Regions from separate parts of the Mus musculus genome. Here all the other regions are linked to region 5. A link is a contact called in public Hi-C, HiChIP or PLAC-seq and promoter capture Hi-C data. All regions are on one chromosome and are shown on one strand. Each heading gives the region's core, a stretch centred on a gene start, on an enhancer-like site or on the middle of the called end of the contact. The rest is flanking DNA. Distances are from core to core; before and after follow the strand shown.

Region 1 (2,814 bases), core at 190-2,689, 880 kb after region 5:
TATGTGTGTATATATGTGCATGTATGTGTGTATGGAGTTGAGTGTGTGCATGTATACATCTGTGTATATGTGCTTGTTCCTGTATGCACATGTATGTGAGCATGTATGTATGTGTGTGCATGTATATGTGTGTGCACTTGAGTGTGTGCATGTATATGTCACTCTGTGTGCATGTATGTATGTGTACATGTGCATTCTTTTTCTTTTTTATTTTCAATGTTGTTTTCTGATTTTTACTCATATCTTATAAACTTGATTTTTGGAAACCATATCAAATCCTTAAGGTAAAATGTGTCAGGGTACAAACATAATAAGTACCTCATTAAAAAAAAAGGCTGAGATCAGTTGTGTCTATCAGTTTAATGTATCCTTGTCCCCAGCACTACACACACACACACACACACACACACACACACACACACACACACGTGGGGGTGGGGGGAAGAGAATGAAATGAGGACCTATGACCCAACAATACTCTGAGACAAACATGTCCAGAAGATTCCATCCTTCCAAATAGATAAGTTATAACCAGAGAAAAGACAGTGACAACCCAAAGCCACCTGATTGGTGGCAGCTGGCACTTGCCTTACGTGGTTATATTTTGCCAGTATTCAGTGTCTGCTTGGCTGGAGGGCCGATGACTGGAGGCCAGTTTAGTTCAATCTTAGCTCAGTGCCACGGCCCTTGTTTTAACCGGATCGTCTCTCCACTCCTCACCTCCCTGGATCCTCAGAACAATCCTACTGAGAGGACATGGGAGCAGGGATGGAACTCAGTTGGCACAGACTGGCCCAGCATGCACAAAGTCCTGAGTTGCATCCCCTGAACTGTATAAAACATGGCATGTTGCTGATGCTTGCCTGTAGTCCTGGCACTGGGGATATGGATGCATGGGAGCTGATATTCAAGGACATCCTCAACTATGTATCAAGGGTTGAGGCCAGCCCAGGCTACATGAATTAAAAGTAATAATAATAATTGAGGCCAGTCCAGGTTAAATGATTAAAACATAATAATAATACTAATAGTAATAAAGACCCCTAGAGGAGGGTTCACTCTAGCATCCTGCTTCCAAGGGCAGCCCTTTTCCCCTGCTCCCCTGAAAGAGGGGTAACTTTCTGCCCCTCTTACACTAATTCTTTGGGAGATTTCCAAATGGCATGTCCTGGCTGAGCAGTTCTTGTCCTGATGGAGAATCACCACTAGTGTATGGAGCTAATATTGTATCGGCAGTTTCTTCTCTTCACTATGTGTCTCCTGCTTCCACCTCCTTCCTAGGTTTTGCAACACAGAGGCATCTAGACGCGCGTCCTTCACCAGGCTGTCTTCAGTAATGAAAATGGAGTTGAAGCTTATTTTTCCCTTTTGCATGGTAAGTACTAATTTGTGTGACTAAATTAGCACTGCATTCTACAGTATATATATATTTTAAAAATGTAGAAACATTGCTTTACGTAAAGATGGCACACCATATGAATAGCAACCAGACTCATGTTAAGGGTGTTTGCATTTTCACAAAAAAAAAAAAAAATGAAATAAGAACACTCCATTTTTAAACATTACATCATGGGTTTTATAAATTGTAGTTGAACATGTTTCCTCTGATCTACAATTTGAGTCATCTTGACCTACATAGGAGTTGGGATCATGAAAATAACATGAGTCTTCCCTGCATATTTTATACACAAGTAGAGTTTTGTGCACAAAACTGACATGTGGTCCTTGAAACATCATGGCCACATACAAGGACGATTTAGAAATGGACAGATTGCTGTTCGGTAGCGCTCCTGTTCTTCCCAGATGCCTCTCTTGGAGTATCTACCCGTCTTGGCCCCAGCAACAGCTGTCTTCAACTCAAAAAATGCATGATCACTCTGCAAGTGGCTAGGCCAAAGGTCAGAGTGAACAGGAGACATCAGCTTTTGGAGAAAAGGGGCAATGTTGGTAGGTTTTTTTTCTTCTCCCCAGACCGACTCTGCCTTGCCTACCCACAAACGTATGTGTTAATTTCAGTCCGCAACATGTTTTATTTTTATTTCTATATTTAATGTTCTGATGCATATTTTACAGAAATGCCTTCTGTGTGTAGCTATGAATATTGTAAGCATTTCATTTATTCCAGGCTTGGGGAAGTACGCATACCTGAATGTATGTGAGGGCTGAATTACAGATAACTCTTAGACAAATGTGGCTTTTATTACCTTTAACTACACGGAGTAACTTCAACAAAACATTACAAAGTAGAAGTCCTTAGGGGAACCCTTAATAACAAACCATGAGAATATTCTGGTATTAGCATATAGATTGGATGTATGGAAGAGCTCGGAAAGGGTCCCTGAAAAAAAAAAATGGTTTATTCTGTGTCTAAAAATTGTACATAAGGCTGAAAAGACATGTTTAAAGCACCATATCTTATCTGCCCATAAATACAGCGTTTGCAAAGCAAAGGTAAACATAAGCCCAGTCTGTGAACAAGTTATTAAAAGGTTTTAAATGTGCTAGGGCCCCATAGTCACCATGTGTCACCATGTGTGCATACCTAACTTAAAGCGTAGGTGAGTGAGTGTTTGCCCCTACATCTCAGACTGGGGGGAAGGGGAACTTGCGCTAATAAGTCAGGATCCTATTTACACTGTTAATTCCCTACGCAATTGCTTATTTAAAGAAGTTCCGTCCTTGGGGTTTCCATTAATTAAATCTATTTGCAGTGTATGCAGCAGGCATTTCAACTTTTCCAGTCCTGTTTTTCATAAGCCTGATTCAAATAGGTCTGTGTCATAATGCCTCTTATTAAGGCATTGGCCTTTGCTT
Region 2 (2,700 bases), core at 195-2,694, 970 kb after region 5:
AGTTTTTGAAGAAAGGAAGGGTGGGCAAAACTGGGATGAAGGACTTTTAGAATCCCAGTCCTAAGAAAGTACCCAGGCAGGAAGAGGCACCGGATGAGCTCAGCGAGGTATCCGAGTAGATCAGCCGACTGCTTCTGACGCACGTTTGTGTTTGAGACAACACGGTGTGACGTGGCCAGCTAAGCAGCAGCTATAGGTGTTTTGCTCTTGTGAGACTTTGACTGCCCCACAACCTCACAAGTGTACAGTGGGCCTTGCCCTGCCCCACCCTCACCCCCCTAGCTAGGGTTGCCTGTCCTCTCACTCCCAACAAAACAAGCTGTTCTTTTCCTGGGCCTCAACCGGCTTGGGGTCCATTGCTCTGAGCACCCGTCATAGATTCTGTCACCTGCACCCTGTTATCACTGAAACAGAAACAAGAAGCACACCTACTTGGGCCCTTGGTTCCCTAAAGGGGCCCTCCTGCTGCCTGCCTGATTTTACCTTGTACTTCCTCAGTCACTACCCATGCCTACAGCCTCCTGGCCTGCTGCCACAGACCCTACTCACTTCAGGAGAGACTTAAAAACCTAGAAACCTACCCCTACCCCATCTCTGCCACCAGCGTCTTCTAGAAATGCTTACTATGCGACGCCATATTGATTCGGTGCCCAGAAGGCTACACTTTGTGGGGAAAATTTGGTAGCACATTTTGATGCTCTCTATTCTGTAGAGAGCTTCGGCCAATTCTCTTTCGTGCTATATAAGAGAGCTGTTTAACTTCACAGTGGCTTCCCTTTTTTGTTTTATTTGAGGAAGAGAAAGCATAATTGCAGCTTCAGCTAATTACTTTGGTATAGAAACCTACTTTGGTGGGTGTGTGCGTGCATGCATATGTGTGTGTGTGTGTGTGTGTGTGTGTGTGTGTGTGTGTGTGTGTGTGTGTGTGTATGTGTGTGTGTGTGTGTGTGCACAGAAGCACTCAGAAATCAGAAGACGATGTTGGATCCACTAGAACAGGAGTTCCAGATTGTTGTGAGCAGAGCACCAGACTCAGGTCCTCTGTATGAATAAGAAGTGTTCCTGTGCACTGAGCCATGCATGTCTCCGTCCCTAAACCCGTTTGTTTTGTTTGGTTTGTTTTGGTTTTGCTTGTACTTATGTTTTAACTGTACTTGGTGTGAGCCACAGTTCAACAGGATAAGCAACCCGCCGTAAACTTTGAGGCACTCACTCTGCCTGCATGCCAAGGCATTTGGAGCCTTGTTAAAATAATTAATTGCATTCCCAGGGAGACAGTGAGAGAAACCAGACTCATGTCAGGATGCCTCAGGAGACCTCAGTCCTGGCTTTCTCTGCTTCTCAACACAAAGGAAGCTCACATGTTACTCCTCCAGTACTCCCTGCACAGAAGGGTCTGGTTTCTAGAACAATCCAGCAGGACTAGGAGGAATCAGGGACAGGCAGCTGGCCAACTGGAATTTGAAAACTTTCTAACTTGGTTTAACTGTACACAGAAGGCCACTGCTCTCTGTGGCTTACTATTTAACCCTATACCCACCCCCTATTTTGCCAACTAGAAAAGATAGCTCCAGTGTATCAAAGGTCTTCCTAGATCTCAGACAACATGGCATCTCAGCCAACATCAGATAACCCATCTGCCTGGGGAGCCCTAAGAGGCAGGGGGTCTCCACGCCACTGGTGAGGAACTGCCTCCACTCCCAGTCCTGTGTCTCAAGGGGCAGTCTCGCCTGCAGCTCTCCAGGACTCCGGGGGCTCCCATTGCTTCTCCTACACCAAGGCATCTCCATCTCACTTTAAACAGGATGCACCCCACCTTGGAGAGCAAAGTACTTGCCTGTTCTTCCGTATTTGTGCAATTGTTGACTGGAATTATTGCCCACAGTTTACCTTCTGGCTCCTTTGCCCTCAGGAAGGCAAGCCACCCGTCCCAGCACAACAGCTGGTGGGGTCTTCCTCCCACCTCCCAAGCACCATCCACTTTTGGATGAACTTTTAAAGTTCTTCTCTGGATCTTTTCAAATGTCAGGAACAAAACCATACATAGTAACCATGACTGTCACCAGCCGTTCTTTTCTTGGCAACAAAGAGCCTCTTAAAGGGATATCACTCATCTCTGAGAATGATAGGTCACACTTTGATACTGGGCATCTGAAAAAGGACAGCAAATGGGATGAGTTGTGCCTTTAGGAAGGCACATGGGACGCTCCATCCCTCTCCTCCAAGCCAAGCTCATGTAAGTAACTGCAGATGTCACTGTTTCCTTGGCTCATCTGCCCCAGGGTCAGGTGATGCTAAAATCCTGTGATGCTAAAGGTGTTGGCAGCAGCTCCAACATAAGCTGAGCAGCCCTGGATGCCTGAGCTGCTGCCCAGAGTCCTTCATATCCTATCCAGCAGCCTTGTTGTCGTGGTGACCCTGCAAAGTAAGCTCATTTCACAGTTGAGGAAGCAGCTACAGGAAGGGCCAAGGTCAGGCAGCTGCGACGGAGCTGAGCTGAGTTTTCCTTCCTGGTCTGGCGAACTGCAAAGCCCACATCCCGCCACTCCCTCCTCATTCGTGGCTGACAGCGTGGCTAGGTGGCAGACTCTCTGGCCACCTCCTCCTGGTCTCATATGTCTCTCACTGTCTGTGTGGACAATGAAAACCAGCATTCTCCCGTCTCTCCAGCTGGGATGCTCCAGGGCTTCATGAAGTCCC
Region 3 (2,700 bases), core at 198-2,697, 990 kb before region 5:
GGTGAGCCACCCATACTTCACTACAAACTATAGTTGGCCACACAAATTCTCTTACAAACAAGAGAGGCGCGAGGTTATTTCCCTAGCTCCCCAAAACTCACCAGTGTAGCCTCATTAGCCTGAAGTGTAATCCACTTAGAAACGGACGCAGGGTCTAAATTAGTAACTCTTGGGTAGATTTCTCGGAGCTGCAAACCTGGCGCCAGGGATGGAACCATAGCTTTAGGTGTTCACTCTCCAGCGTTGACGCTCAACACTCCCAAATCTCATTAAGTGACAGGGGCTACGGTCTCACTGGAGCAACTAACTCTTCCAATGTTCCATCCATAACGTACAGTTCTACGTGTCTCTTATCTATTCAGTCCTTTAATCCTCACAACGAACGAGGGTTAAAACAAAAACAAAAAAAAACAATGAAGTGAAAATTTTTGTTCAAGGTCTCTTGAGGCTATTAGGTGACTAAGCCCGAGTTCAAATCCAGGAGTTTGGCTCCAGAAATCCATAGTCTGAAACCACAGACTCTGGCTTCTCTGCACAGCACGGACCAGGCTCTTCCAAGCCGGGAGGGAGGGCAGAGTTCCAAAGGAAGCAATCAATCTTTCCCGGTCCTGCTCTCAATCCCTCCGCATCATCGCAAACCACCTACAGACTTGGGACTTGCAAAGTTTTACTCCGCAACACTAAGGAACCAGACGTCTGCATCTGAATTTCATGAACCTTTTCCCAGGAAACCCGAAGATGTCCTGTGATCACACTTAGAACAGAACTGTGGGAGGTTTGGGGTTTTGTGGGGTTGTTTGGGGCGGTGTGTGTGTGTGTGTTCCTTTTTGCCCCAAACAATAATGACCCGGCCCCCTGTGTGTCTCTCTGTATGTGTTTCTGAGAAAGGCAAACACGTCTGGTACTTTCGTGAGCCTTAAAGCAAAGGCACCGGGCTGCGGGGCGTGGACTGGGGTTCCGATCCAGCTGTTTCAGAGGGGCCTTCGCTAGCCCAGCTGCGAGGGCAGCAGGGAAGAGGGGGTGCGGTGTGCGAGGCGCGGCCCCGACACCCCGACTCTGCCCGCGGCCTGCAGGCGGCGGCTACGTGGCGCTGGGACGCGGTCCCAGCAGGGCAGATGCCACGGGCCCCGAGGGAGAGGCCTGAGCCCCGGGGATCAGGGTCCCCTCCATGAGCTCGCGGCTCCCCCTTCAGTGCCGCTTGACCCCCTCAGCCCGCGTTTCCCCGCAGCCTACCGGTCCCCGACTCAGCCCGCGACCACTCACAAGGTTGAGGGGTCCTTCCATCACTTCCATAAACCCCGGGGTGAGCAGCGGCCCGAGGCGGAGCGGCGGCGCCCGGGCACATGGAGGGGCAGCGAGGGCAGGGAGACGCGGCGGCTGGCAGGAGGCTCCTCGCAGAACCCGGAGCCGGCAGTGAGAGCCCAAGAGCGACAGCCGCGCCACTTCCGCCTCCGACGTCGCGTCGCGGGGGGCCGTCCCGGCGTCGCTGCGCGCGGCGGCGTGACGTCGCCACGCGCCGGCGCGAGGCAGGGGGCGCGGCTGGGGTGAGAGCATGGGGTGGGCGGGGCTAGGGGCGGGGCAGCAGCTAAGTGACAAAAACCGCCCCTCTCCTCGCGAGAGGGAGCTCTGCTAGACTTCGGCGGCGGCTGTCACGTGATGAGCCGGGTCTGGCTAGTTGGTTAATAAGGTCACTCTGCACGCTTGACCTTTCTTCCTTCCCGTAGGCTTTCTCAGGTCCTCTCCTTGTACCTCACCCCTCCTTCTCCGTTTCTGTTCTATCTCCGTTGACTTTTTTTTAAAAAGCAAATTTGAGCCAAGTTAACACCCTGCACTAGATCCGCCTTACAGGAGGTTTCCATATTTTTTGCCTTTTGGCAGAGAGTCTGTGGCCCAGATCTTGTACATGTGGCAGTCTTGTGTCGAGCATATGAGCAGGTGCCACCATACCTCCACTCCACCGAGAGGATTTGACAGAGATAAGTGACCCCAGGGTCACAAACTAATTCTAAAGCAAGAAGGATTATAAGCCACCAAGTATAACCGTTCTTCAACAACTATGTACTAAATCACTGTGCTAAGGTCTTTCTGTTTCCGCACCCACTGGCAAGTAGATATGGTTTATGGAGAAAGGGAGATGGAGAGGAGCTGAGAGAACAACTAACATATTGTGTGAAGGAAACCGGGCTTACCTGGAGGTTTTTTTTTTTTTTTTTTTTTTTTAAAGATTTATTTATTTTTATTATATATAAGTACACTGTAGCTGTCTTTAGACACTCCAGAAGAGGGCGTCAGATCTCATTACGGATGGTTGTGAGCCACCATGTGGTTGCTGGGATTTGAACTTCGGACCTTTGGAAGAGCAGTCGGGTGCTCTTACACACTGAGCCATCTCACCAGCCCCTTACCTGGAGGTTTTACAGTACCAAATTCTGTAATGAAAAAAACTTCAAAGAACCACATGAATGTACCTTTAAGAATTTGTAATATTGGAGGACGTGGAGACGCAGGTTGGGTGTTAAAGGAAACCCACCTGGGGTGTGATTTTTTTTTAAGATTTATTTATTTAATTTATTTTAGTACACAGTCACTGTCTTCAGACAGACCAGAAGAGGGCATCAGATCCCATTAGAGATGGTTGTGAGCCACCATGTGGTTGCTGGGAATTGAACTAAGGACCTCTGGAAGAGCAGTCAGTGCTCT
Region 4 (2,700 bases), core at 167-2,666, 910 kb after region 5:
AGCCTAGAGCACCGAACTTCAAGTGCAGTGAGAAACCCTGTCTCAAAAAACAAGGTGGAGAGCCATGGCAGAAGACACCCCATAATAATCCAGGGCCTCCATCAGCACACATGCATGCGAACACACTTGAATCTCACGGCTTCCCAACGGTCTTAGTTTGGGTTTTATTGCGGTTAAGAGACATATGATCAAGGCAGCCCTTACAAAGGCAAATATTTAACTGGGGCTGGCTTATGGTTTTAGAGGTTCAGCCCATTATCATCACTGTGGAAGCATGGCAGCATCCAGGTAGACATGGTGCTGGGGGAGCCGGGAGTTCTACATCTCTATCTGATCAGCAGGCAGCCCTGGATTCTTTTGTAGGCAGCCAGGAGTAGGGTCTCTTCTGCACTGAGTGGAGCATGAAGGCTAGGAGACCTCAAAGCCCACCTACACAGTGATGTACTTCCACCAGCCAGGCCACACCTCCTCATAGTGCCACTTCCCATGGGCCAAGCATATTCAAACCACCACACCCACTCGGTACTGTGCAGCATAGTGCTTGACTGCCATTACCCACTACTGACTGGCCTCCACACTGCCGATGCCTGCCATTACGAAAGAGCATTGAATGTTGTGTTGTGAAAAACACAAAGGTTCAAAAAAAGTGTGGTTTCTGTTGAATCCGTTTATTACTTTCAAATCAACTTAAAGACCAAAGATCCAGGCTTCCTAAATGGTACCTTCTTTCTCCTGTATGCTCGGGTTCTCCTACATGCTTGGCACCCTTGACATGGTGTTTGCTGAGCAACGACAAGCTCAGCAAATGCTTAATGGATGGGCGATAGATGTACTGAAACAAGCCTGCTTTTCCTGAAGTCATGAAATTATCCCCCAAACAGGGAAGTTTGAGTTCTGTGAGTCATTTAAACTCTCCGCTAAGGCCAAGATTTGGGGGAGGGGGGGCTGGAGAAGCAGCTTAGCCTGAAGAGCACCTTTTGATCCCTCAGAAAGCCCCGTGGTTTCTGTTTCCAGCACCCACATGGTGGGTCACAAACCATGACTCCAGTTCCAGGGGATCCAGTGCCCTCTTCTGTCCTCTGGGACACCAGGCATAGAAGTGCTGTATAGAGACAAAATACTCATACACATAGAAGTTTTAATTATTATTAAGAAATCTAGGAAGAAAAGAGCAGATAGTATCCCTAGTTTTCCAAGTGTTTAAAAAAAAAAAAAAAAAAACACCATGAGTTAATGTTTTCCCTATGCGTGAAATTAGTGACGCTCCTTGCCCAGAAATAAGTATCAATTTGGCAACTGGTGAAATGTTTGCATATTTTCCTCGGAACGAACTGACTTCATAAAAAGGGAAGGAGCCGGAGTTTCTGGTTTCTGGGGCCCTGGAAGCTAAGAGCTGAACGTATAAACAGTGAGTAACACATTAGTCATAGTCCGCAGCTGCTCCCTGGCAGGACAAGAAATAACAGGCTCAAAATACTGCGGAGAACCAGGCTTGACAAAAAAAAAAAAAAAAAAAAAAAAAAAAAAAAAAAAGGCATTTCTCTCAAAGAGTGAGTCTCAGTCAGATGGCCCGGGAAAGCGCGTGTCTGGAGGGATTGTGGGATTGTTTTCTGTGTCATTCGTATAGATAATCCACGAACCTGTTTTGATGAGTTTTTAGTTGTCTTCTTTCATAAAAGCTGACGGGATAGAATGATTTTCGGTCTTGATTTTTTTTTTTTTTTTTTTCTAGAAACTTGACTCATTTCACACATGTCCCCTAGAGGGCAGCAGTGGCCCAAAACACAGGCCAGGATCTAACCCTTTGGCGCCAGTCTGTCCACTGCTTAGGTCCTGCAACTGCTTCCTTCAAGTTGTCAGTGGTGTGATCATTTCTATCCCGTTGTGTCTATCTAGAAAACCCACTAAACCTGAGAAAACAAAATAAGAGTTCATTTCACAACGTTTGGGATGGAATTATATGAGGTTTACATTTTGTCTTTCTATATATGACCTGTACACACATAGCCTAGGCCGGTGCTTCTCAACCTGTGGGTCTCCCACCCTCTCACTGAGGTTGCCTAGGACCATCAGAAACCCCAGATATTTATGGTACATTCCACAGCAGCAACAAAATTACAGTTACAAAGTAGCAATGAAAATAATTTCATGGTTGGAGGTCACCACAAAATGAGGCACTGTATTGAAGGGTCACGCAGCATTCGAAGGCTGAGAGCCACTGGTTCAGGTGACCCTGTGCCTGTGGGCGTGTAGAGAATATAGATGCTTGAAAGCAAGAAGTCAAAGCTTCTGCCCTTTATGGAGAAATCAAAACTATTCCAGGCATTGCCAAGTCTCTATCCATGCTTGTTCTCACTCTGAGGTTACTACGTATGGAAGAATTGGTTTGATGGTAGATTTAGTAAGGAATAGGACAAAGAAATAAGGGTAGGTGGCTTAGTCTAGAAAGGGTAGCAGACTGACTTGATATACGGAGGATGGCTATTCGATTTGGAGATTGTAAGTGGCAACGTTAATTTTAAAATGTTCCTTTTACGATGTAAAGCATGGCAATCTGGGGAGACACAGCTCCGAACAGCATCCAATTCTGGTAGTGCACAGGGCTTCCTGTTGTGGTGGTGGCAAACCAGCACAGGGTGCATCCCAGAAAGATGAAGGCGAGAACCTGAGTGTACAATTTTCAGATGCTGAGGTCTTAAC
Region 5 (2,700 bases), core at 91-2,590:
CTTTTGATCTCATTCTGCCTCCGTTTCGTAATTTCCGCCCTCTTAAACATATCAAATACTTAAAAGAAAAAAAAAAAACGTGAACAATATCAAAACCCACTAAAAGAAAGCTACCCAGCCCAGGAGCCAGGCATGAAGTAAAAAAATTAAAAAAATTAAAAAGCAAAAAATATGTACATTAAAATATGTATATTAAAGCATGAGATATTAATCTTCAAGAAGAGGTAGCTAAACGAACACACACACACACACACACACACACACACACACACACACACACACCCTGGAACAAAACCCTTCTTGACAAGTTATTTGATCTTGACTAAAATCAGCAGTTGGACGGTCTTTGTAAAGCTGACAGCCAAACTCTGACAATGGTAAAATACTCCAGCCCCAGTTAGTGGCGCTACCCCTTTAAAAAACGAGCGGATCCTGCTCACCGCAGAACTGAATACAGTATTTTCAAGCTTGCCTTATAATACGCATTACTGGAGGGGGGGGGTAGATAATAAAGAAGGAAGAGAGGGAGAGATAGGTTTACCACCTCGCCATGGTCGCTATTTCTGCCCTGGGGAGTGTCTTCGGGGAGGAAATAAAGTTTCGAGCTGGATAAAAGTTGCCGGCTGGTCCTTTCTTCCCACAACAGCTGGAGCTCCGCTATGCAAATCGGATCCTTTGGCGTACATCTTACAAAGAAAAAGTCGCCAAGGGACAAGATTCTTGGTTTGCCTTCAAGGTGGAATTGAAAAGCCTTATAAAAAATATAAGGTCCGTGCAAGCCACACGGTGAGCCGACCCACTGCAGGAGGGGGAGAGAGAGGGAGAGAGAGAGAGAGAAAAAAAAAAGCACCACGTAAATAATGTAGCCATCAAGCACAAATATCTATTCCCAGGCACATTAACACACAAGACTCTCAATACAGACCGGCCCACAGATAGAACGCTGGGTGAAAAAATATTACAAAACCCACTAATTTTCTGCCTCCCTTAAAAAAAAAAAAAGAAAGAAAGAAAAAGAAAAGAAAAGAAAGAAAGAAAGAAAAGAAAAGAAAAAAAAAGCCCTCCGGGTCCCCACCACCCCTCCCCAGTTCCCCATATGAGGCGATAAAATTACATTATGTAGGTATGATCAGCGCAGGGATTTTTAAAAAAAACAATAAAAATGATTTTGGGGGGATGCAGAGGGTAAAAGTTTGGTAAAAAGTTTGTGGGGGGTGTGAGGGGGTGTGAGGGGGTGGGTGAGCTGGGGGGCTGGGGGGTGCCGGGGGGCGCCGGGACCGCAGGAGCGGAGGAGAGCGAAATACCTGGAGTGAGTTGGGCTCCATCTCGACGTTCTGAATTGATTGAACTCAACATTCTCTCCAAACTTGTTGGCTTGAATGGATTGCATCAGGTCCTGGCAGGGGAAAGCATTCTCTGCTTGCAGCCGGCGTGATGTCTCAATATAAAACTAAGCTCTAGCCTCCCCCTCAGCACCAAAATGATTGAAAATATATCCTAATATTTCCTCGAAGACTCAATTTTCATCTCCTGTAAAAAAGATGTGGGTTTGCTGCCAAAGATGGGTTGATCAAATTCGAAATAGGGAGAAGGGCTAAGTCCGACCTCGGCGGGAAGAGAATGGATCAAGGCAAAAAGCAGACAGGAAGATGTAAAAAAAAATTGAAACCCATCCTAAAACCAAGTAATGAGGGTATCTTTCTCTTCTCAGTTCCTCGTGTCTGTGGGTAACGTCGGTTGAGATTTTTGGAGCAGACCAAGTCTCTCGAGCTGCGTTGTGCATCTGACAGGACCTGCTTGTATATGTCTAATATAAAGAACATTTCCTGCAGAGATTCCGGGGCGCCGCTCCTCTTTCTAATGCTCCTTAGCAGATTTGCTGTTATTAGACATGTAGATTTGTTTGATAGTTAAATTACGTTTCCTCACTGCCATGTTTGAGAGAACTAATCTGTTAAATTATCTTCTGATGCCTATTTACACGGAAGGGAAAAGTGGGTTATCGATTATATAAACATATAAATATTAATGCATTTGTTCGCTTCGCAAAAAAAAAATACTCAGCAGGGGGGAAAAAAAGGAAGAAGAAGAGCAGAAAGACAAGTGAGCAGTACACACACGTCTCGTGATTTTGCAACAATATTGAACGGACAGCAACTACATTTAGGGAGAGGAACAATAAACCATGCATGATAAATCAATACATGCGAGCCGCGAGTCTGCTCGGAATATGAATTCGGGCTCTGGGTTCTGCGTGTGCATTCTTTAATTTTGAAGTATATACACTCGTACGTGTTTACAATGCTGATGGACGCCAAGGGCTCTCTCAAATGATAATGTGTTTATATAACCCGGCGCTACAGGAATAATATACCGACTTCTACCCCACCCCCAATCCTTCCCGTGCCCCCCTCCTCCCAAAAGGGAGGGGGAGCTTTCTCGGTAATAGTTTGAAACTGAAAAAAATAATCCATTTGCAAACTAGTTAAATACCATCAGAAATTAAGCTGTTGGAAACGGAGGTGGGGGGTGGTTAACACAACGTAAGACAATAAAGGTTTTAAATGTGTATATTTATTGTTCTGGAGCCCTGGAGCATTGCGCGGTTTGCATGCACGGCTATTATGCAAACAGAGAAACTTAAGAGCCACAGAACAAGGAACAGGCAGGGACTGCAAAACCCTCGCTCGCTGCGACCCA
Region 6 (2,700 bases), core at 75-2,574, 820 kb after region 5:
TTTAATGAGATTTCCTACACGATAATACATAGGACTTAATAGAGCTATTTACTGTCCATGGCAACTGTCCATTATGACCCTCCTCCTTTAGGTTTAGCCTTGCCTGTCTCTGCACCACAAGGCTGACAGCCATTTGCTTCTAGAATATTGTGACTGCTTAGCGTTACCTTGGCATGACTTACAGCTCTTACAAAAACCTCATACAATGCAGTGAGCATGTTAGGGACTTAATAAATGGACCTACGGAAGTGGGTACTCTCCGTCATAGTTCTCCTCGGTATGGTTTGTAGTGGGTGTGAATACGTAGAAATGCTACTACCTATAGAAAATGGACTGAGACAACAAACCAGTTCTATTAATCATTTTTACTGGCTTGCTGATAAAAATCTACCTTAAGGGAGACCTGGTTTTACTTATCATGAAGTCCTGTAACTCCATTTTGTAAGAATATCCTGTATTTTCATGTTGCAAAGCATTTGCAGACCAGGACTGGTTTGCCTCTTTGAACACGGGACCTCTCCAAACACTACCAAAGACAGACCGCCCGTGAAGACAGAGAGGCCAGTTCCTTGAATCCCCACGCCTAGCACAGAGCTGTTGGCCCATGGTACCTCTGTTTAAGGAATGCGTGTCCACCCACGCAGATTCTGGAAAGAGCTTTGCTTCGCGTAAAGGTTTGCACTGAGGCCACCAAACAAACAAACAAACAAAACAAAAAACCCGCTTGCTGAGATGAGGGATGACTTAAGATAAAAAGTTTCTCAGATTCGATAAAGATTCCTCAGATTCAAGTGGATAGAAAAATGATTTACCTTTTTATCCCACCCCACCACCACCCGCCGCCCCAAATGAAGTTTACACAAAGCTGCTGCATAAATCAAGAGCTCCTCTCTCATGAATAATTTGAGTCACCTCGCATAATTTACAGCCTTTGTCATGCAAACAATTTAAAGTCCCACTCTGTGTTAACGCATCTTCTGTTGAAGCCAGCACAGATCCTATCCCGCTGTAGGAAATCTGTCCGAATTGCAAAATTAAAAATATATATATATATATATTTTCTGAAATAAGGGCAGACACTTTGCTTTTCAGGTTGTTGGTGTTGGAGGCAGGTGGGGGGGGAGGGAGAGAGCACATGGACCTATGCACTTCTGAGTGCAAAGACTATGAAGAAGGTAAAAAACAGGGGAGGGGCATCAGATTCCTGGAGCAAGAGATACTGGAAGTTATAACTAAAGCTGGCGCGCTGGGTGCCTAACTTAGGTCCTCTGAAAGAACAGCCAGCGAGTGCCCTTAGCCCCTGTCAATCTCTCCAGCCCCTGAGTTTGTGGTTTTGCTTTCTTCTCCAGATCTTTACTGAGACTGAAAGAAAGATGAAATTTCAAGACCTGTAAGTCATATAAAGTACTCAGAAATTGCTGGTTGTTTGTGAGCTAGAGGCTGCCTGGGGCTGAGAAAAAAGAAAAACAAACCTGGGTATGCCCCGTAGTTAAAACATTCCTGGGAACAGCTTAACCTTTAAGATAAAAAGGAATGTGAGGACATAACAGGGCTATCTTGTCTGGGTCAACACCACCTGGCCAGAACCTCCCCTCTGTCTACTGCCCCTTGATGCCGGGTAAAGTCATACATCAACTGGTTGCTATGTGAGCAAAGATAAGCCCCCAGCCCACAGGAACAAAGTCCTGATGCTCTTTTGCTGACATGTAATCTTTCTGTTAATGTTTAAATAAGCCAATAGTGTGTCGCTATGCTGAATTCCACAACCCTAAGCCCCTTACCCCATAAAAACCCCTAGCTTTCGAGCCTCGTGGCCGACATCCGTTATCTCCTGTGTGGGATACATGTCAGTCCGGAGCTCCGTAATTAAACGTCCTCATGTATTTACATCAAGATGGTCGTCTGTTCGTGATTCTTGGGTGCACGCCAAATCGGGAGTTAAGTGGGGGTTTCCCCACTAGGTTCTAACAAGACCAGTCTTGCTGTCTGCAAGGCCGCTGTCGCGCACAGTTATTCTATATGAAGGTCTTACACAGCCATCTAAAGGAGTAAAGAAGTCTGTTGGGGACACCGGGAAAGGGTTCAAAATTCAAGTTTCCTAATCAGGAAGAAGTCTTCACGGGAAAAGATTTCAGTTAGTCCAAACAGAAGCATCTATTAAGGTCTAATCAGTTTACCACTGACTCTTTCAACCTGGAGATGCCAGAAGAACTGTGCACCTCACCCACGCATCCAAAACAGCTCACAGTGGGCAGCCAGGACCACCTGTGTATGCTTTCCCACTTCGTTGCAAAGAGATGACCAATTTCTCAGGGGCCTTCAGTCTCCCCTGGGGCTCACTTCAGCCTGCTCAGAGCTTTATCTCTCTGCCTCTTCATAGGGCTATATATAATTTTATATCCACACCCCCCTGATGTCTCGTTTTATACCCCTCTCTCTCCTTCCAAAGACACCTGTCCCATGATATGATGGTCCAGCTCTGAGGGTATCACTGTAAACTTCTAGCACCTTCCAAGACCTTTTCTTCTGAAACACAGCTGCGTTCTGACATCCTCAGGATTGACTCCATGTGACTGAGGACGGGAAGCAAGATTTACTCTGAAGCACTGAGGAGAGCAGAGGTTGACGTTTTACCTGTTCTTGGCCCATTAACACTTCCTGTCTACAGCTGAATCTGTATGCGTGAGCACCAGGCTCACA
Region 7 (2,702 bases), core at 1-2,500, 930 kb after region 5:
TATCTTTCCCACCCTTTCGAGATGCTGGCAAGGCCTTAGCTAAGAACTGATGGAGGCCAAGGATGTAGCGTGGCCATTTTTTGTGTGCTCCATGTCAGCCTTTAGAAGGGTTTTATAAACGTAGCACATCCCTAGTTGAAGGCATTCACATCCTAATCCGCCAGCTGTCTCGTCTCGTTGCAGGACTAGAGTGAGCGGATTACACAGCCCAGTCTAACAGGCAGTTGAGAAGGCGGACTGAAAGTTCCCTGCGGACAGGAGCCAAGTTAGTTGCAGTTCCCTGTCACCTCCTTAGAGCATCGCGTGATGCCAGACACCCCTAGGCACCTAGGCAGTTCTTCTGCGGATCCGTGAAAAGTAACCAGAACTCTGCCCCCAGAACTCACAATCGGCTTGAAAGTCCACAGTGTCCCCGAAACTGGTTTTCCCTTCCAAGATTTCCTGCAGACCCAGAAGAGGCCGAAATCAGTTTCAGCTCCCCCCCCCCGCCCCCCAGCCTCTCTAAAACAGCTGATTTCGGGGTGGGAGGTGGGGGTGGGGAGGACCGGGTGGGGGGAAAAGCTGGGCGTCCCCCCCCCCCGCCCCCTGCCGGGACCCCTTGAGCCCGGTGCAGGGGAAGGTGACCAGGAGGGGGAGAGCCAGCCCGCACGTGCAGCGCCCAGGGGAGGAGGCTGGGCCAGCGCAGCGCTTAGTCAGCAGCTGGGCTCGGTTTTGAAACAAAAGCCAATGTCCTCCCTCGGAGTCCGCGGCCGGTCAGTTCCTAGGGGGAAGAAAGCTATGCTGCCCAGCCGGTTAGTGGCCCAACTTACTTTTCCTGAGCCCAGGACTGAGGGCCAGCGGATGTTCGGGAGTGGGTGGGATGCTGCGGGGAGGGGGCGCGGGGACAGCTCGCACACACCCTGCCCTGCTCTGATCTCCGCTTGGCTTAAGGCCGGGTCCCCGGGGTAGCGGGACGCACGCTGATCCCGGCCCTGGAGCCCAGGCCCCTCCGGTGTGCGTGCAGCCGCAGCACCTTCGCCACCTCGCGTCCCACAGCTCAGACACACCAGGCCCTGGTTTCATGAATGAAATCCAATCGTGTGGTTATAAATAGCCGCCAAGGCTGCTCACGTCACGGTGGAGAGAGAGAGAGCGATCGGAGGCCGCCACCGCTTTGCTCGCTCCGTGCCCGGGCGCAGGGTTCCGCCCGGTGCCCCGCCTGGCCAGGAAAGGGGGCGGGAGGAGGGCAGGGCTGGCGGCGACAGCGACCTGGGGACGAGTCCCGTGGCCTGCGCCGGGACGCGGACGCGGCCGGGTGCGGCTGGGCCATGCTGCCTTTGTGCCACGCCGGGCGGGTGGCGCGCGGTGCGCAGGGTCCCGGCGTCCCCGCGAGCGCGCGCGGCGGGGGCCGCTGCTGAGCGGCGGAGGGAGCCAGGTCTCGCTCGGCTGCAGGGTAGGTGGCTGTGTCGTGCTGAGTGTCCCAGTGAGCAGCGGAGCACCCTCACCAGCTCCCGATTGCCTCGCGGGTGGCAGGTGGGGACCCCGGCCCATGTTCCCACCCTCCCCCAGCAACGTTTGCGAGAGTGAGCTGAAGGGATGCGGGGGGACAGTCCCCTCCCAGAGGAGTGAGCTGAAGAGATGTGGAAGAGCACCCGCCCCGGCCGCACCCCTAACTTGTAGCGGCAGACAACACGTACAACAGGCACCTTAGCAGTCCGGTTGCACCAGGGCCGGGTGCTGCCGCGCCCCCGGGGAAAGGCGCCTTTTCCTCGAAGGACTCTGGTGGGGAACTTGGGACGCGAGAAGCAGGGTGCTCTGAGCCCTTGGGTGTTTGCCCTGCCCCAAGCAGTGTCTTTGGATGCACGATGACGCCCCTCTCCCTCCCCTCCCCCCTAGCCCTGTGTCTAGGGAGTCTGTTGTGAGTTGCTGTGCCAACAATACACGCTGCCTTGTGAGGGGCTTGCACACACCTCAACTTAAGTGTTCAGCTAGGTTCACAGCCAGGGGGTAGGGGGAGAGACACAGAAGAGATCCACACTCACACCCACCCCCAAAAAAGTGGAAGGAAGGCAAGACTGTGTAAAAAATGTATATATAACATTTGATTCCACTGTTGGCCGTGGGGTTTCCATCCCATATCAAACTACTCAACGGAGGAGCAAAGTCAATATTTAGACTCAGACAAGCCAGAAAAGTTAGGAGGGAGAGCCAAGCACAGGGTTCTGAGTTGGCTTTGCACGTCAGCACAAGAGCTGCGCCTTTGGGACTGCCTGTACACATATGCTGGGGCATTGGGGGTGGAGGCATGCATTAAGCTTGATAAGTTACAGAAAGCTGGGAAACGCTAGATAGTAGCAAGCAGAGGAGACATCCTGACTGAATCTCCCTGGTCTGTGCTTTTGGGGAAACTACTGAATACTCAGCCTGGGGTTTCAGCATGAGGTTCTCTGTAGGTTGTGCTACCTGCCATAAAAACATACAAGAGACTCCAAACCATGCCATGCTTCCAGAGGCATTCAGCTTGGCCAAGGGCAGATAATAAGCCACCAACAGGCTCATAAGTTCACTTTTAAACACTCTTTTGAGACTCAGTGTATTATTTCATCTTCAGTGATCTTTGGGACGCCTATGAGAACCAGTGGTTCCCATTAGACAAACTCAATCTTTGGACTGTCAGTAACATCTGAGTGTTGTCCCCACAGGGGAAGCAAGCAGTCAATTAT

Evidence for each region. Hi-C and Micro-C count contacts between places; a contact is called where the count stands out from the background. HiChIP or PLAC-seq counts read pairs in DNA pulled down with a chosen protein or histone mark. Capture Hi-C pulls out chosen DNA fragments and counts their contacts.
Region 1: a contact with region 5 is called in a Hi-C map of cortical neurons, with 2.3 times the contacts expected there. The contact joins the enhancer-like site here to the promoter of Arid5b in region 5. A contact is called at or near these places in 4 of 39 promoter capture datasets (the 3T3-L1 cell line, hippocampal neurons and liver), 3 of 484 Hi-C or Micro-C datasets (cerebral cortex and cortical neurons), 5 of 115 datasets of contacts at active chromatin or transcription factors (embryonic forebrain, embryonic limb bud, forebrain and 2 more) and 1 of 9 other capture datasets (pancreatic islet).
Region 2: a contact with region 5 is called in an H3K4me3 HiChIP or PLAC-seq map of embryonic limb bud, with 10 times the contacts expected there. The contact joins the enhancer-like site here to the promoter of Arid5b in region 5. A contact is called at or near these places in 5 of 39 promoter capture datasets (the 3T3-L1 cell line, the C10 cell line, liver and 1 more) and 3 of 115 datasets of contacts at active chromatin or transcription factors (bone marrow-derived macrophages, embryonic limb bud and large pre-B cells).
Region 3: a promoter capture Hi-C map of adipose tissue shows a contact between it and region 5, with 3 times the contacts expected there. The contact joins the promoter of Nrbf2 here to the promoter of Arid5b in region 5. A contact is called at or near these places in 5 of 39 promoter capture datasets (the C10 cell line, the HPC-7 cell line, liver and 1 more), 2 of 484 Hi-C or Micro-C datasets (CD4 T cells and CD8 T cells), 5 of 115 datasets of contacts at active chromatin or transcription factors (T-cell acute lymphoblastic leukemia, bone marrow-derived macrophages, cardiomyocytes and 2 more) and 2 of 9 other capture datasets (adipose tissue and liver).
Region 4: an H3K4me3 HiChIP or PLAC-seq map of bone marrow-derived macrophages shows a contact between it and region 5, with 6 times the contacts expected there. The contact joins the enhancer-like site here to the promoter of Arid5b in region 5. A contact is called at or near these places in 5 of 39 promoter capture datasets (the 3T3-L1 cell line, 3T3-L1-derived adipocytes, hippocampal neurons and 1 more), 3 of 484 Hi-C or Micro-C datasets (myocytes, palatal mesenchyme and uterus), 7 of 115 datasets of contacts at active chromatin or transcription factors (bone marrow-derived macrophages, craniofacial prominence, embryonic limb bud and 4 more) and 1 of 9 other capture datasets (adipose tissue).
Region 6: a contact with region 5 is called in an H3K27ac HiChIP or PLAC-seq map of extraembryonic endoderm stem cells, with 4 times the contacts expected there. The contact joins the enhancer-like site here to the promoter of Arid5b in region 5. A contact is called at or near these places in 1 of 39 promoter capture datasets (hippocampal neurons), 6 of 484 Hi-C or Micro-C datasets (adipose-derived mesenchymal stem cells, cortical neurons, embryonic fibroblasts and 2 more) and 7 of 115 datasets of contacts at active chromatin or transcription factors (embryonic forebrain, embryonic limb bud, extraembryonic endoderm stem cells and 4 more).
Region 7: a contact with region 5 is called in an H3K4me3 HiChIP or PLAC-seq map of forebrain, with 6 times the contacts expected there. The contact joins the promoter of Rhobtb1 here to the promoter of Arid5b in region 5. A contact is called at or near these places in 9 of 39 promoter capture datasets (the 3T3-L1 cell line, 3T3-L1-derived adipocytes, the C10 cell line and 4 more), 4 of 484 Hi-C or Micro-C datasets (bone marrow-derived macrophages and embryonic stem cells), 8 of 115 datasets of contacts at active chromatin or transcription factors (bone marrow-derived dendritic cells, cardiomyocytes, embryonic forebrain and 5 more) and 3 of 9 other capture datasets (adipose tissue, liver and pancreatic islet).

The regions. Positions count from the first base shown.
Region 1 is chr10:69,154,157-69,156,970 of GRCm38.p6, forward strand. It overlaps a transcript of Rhobtb1 not described here. Among named protein-coding and RNA genes, the nearest start is that of Gm33263, 4.2 kb to the left of the region's middle. Within about 2 kb of position 1,440, at least 6 of the 459 cell types and tissues checked have an H3K27ac peak or open chromatin away from gene starts, as enhancers often do. A contact at or near this core is called in cortical neurons and pancreatic islet, where this site is marked.
Region 2 is chr10:69,252,152-69,254,851 of GRCm38.p6, forward strand. The region is part of intron 4 of Rhobtb1 (Rho-related BTB domain containing 1); the gene reads left to right. Among named protein-coding and RNA genes, the nearest start is that of Rhobtb1, 40 kb to the left of the region's middle. Within about 2 kb of position 1,445, at least 147 of the 459 cell types and tissues checked have an H3K27ac peak or open chromatin away from gene starts, as enhancers often do. A contact at or near this core is called in bone marrow-derived macrophages, embryonic limb bud and liver, where this site is marked.
Region 3 is chr10:67,283,834-67,286,533 of GRCm38.p6, forward strand. It overlaps Nrbf2 (nuclear receptor binding factor 2), which reads right to left and starts at 1,448. Exons shown (of 4, transcript NM_001036293.2): 1 at 1,264-1,448. The coding sequence starts at 1,293. Gm46200 (a long non-coding RNA gene) reads left to right here and starts at 1,600. Exons shown (of 3, transcript XR_001779690.1): 1 at 1,600-1,687.
Region 4 is chr10:69,184,650-69,187,349 of GRCm38.p6, forward strand. It overlaps a transcript of Rhobtb1 not described here. Among named protein-coding and RNA genes, the nearest start is that of A930033H14Rik, 27 kb to the right of the region's middle. Within about 2 kb of position 1,417, at least 194 of the 459 cell types and tissues checked have an H3K27ac peak or open chromatin away from gene starts, as enhancers often do. A contact at or near this core is called in 3T3-L1-derived adipocytes, adipose tissue, bone marrow-derived macrophages and 8 more, where this site is marked.
Region 5 is chr10:68,277,386-68,280,085 of GRCm38.p6, forward strand. It overlaps Arid5b (AT rich interactive domain 5B (MRF1-like)), which reads right to left and starts at 1,341. Exons shown (of 10, transcript NM_023598.2): 1 at 1,305-1,341; 2 at 545-799. The coding sequence starts at 1,325.
Region 6 is chr10:69,098,972-69,101,671 of GRCm38.p6, forward strand. No RefSeq gene overlaps it. Among named protein-coding and RNA genes, the nearest start is that of Gm33130, 10 kb to the left of the region's middle. Within about 2 kb of position 1,325, at least 7 of the 459 cell types and tissues checked have an H3K27ac peak or open chromatin away from gene starts, as enhancers often do. A contact at or near this core is called in extraembryonic endoderm stem cells, where this site is marked.
Region 7 is chr10:69,211,944-69,214,645 of GRCm38.p6, forward strand. It overlaps Rhobtb1 (Rho-related BTB domain containing 1), which reads left to right and starts at 1,251. Exons shown (of 11, transcript NM_001252637.1): 1 at 1,251-1,432. A930033H14Rik (RIKEN cDNA A930033H14 gene) reads right to left here and starts at 1,155. Exons shown (of 2, transcript NM_001331193.1): 1 at 810-1,155; 2 at 1-441. The coding sequence starts at 1,062. The coding sequence ends at 383.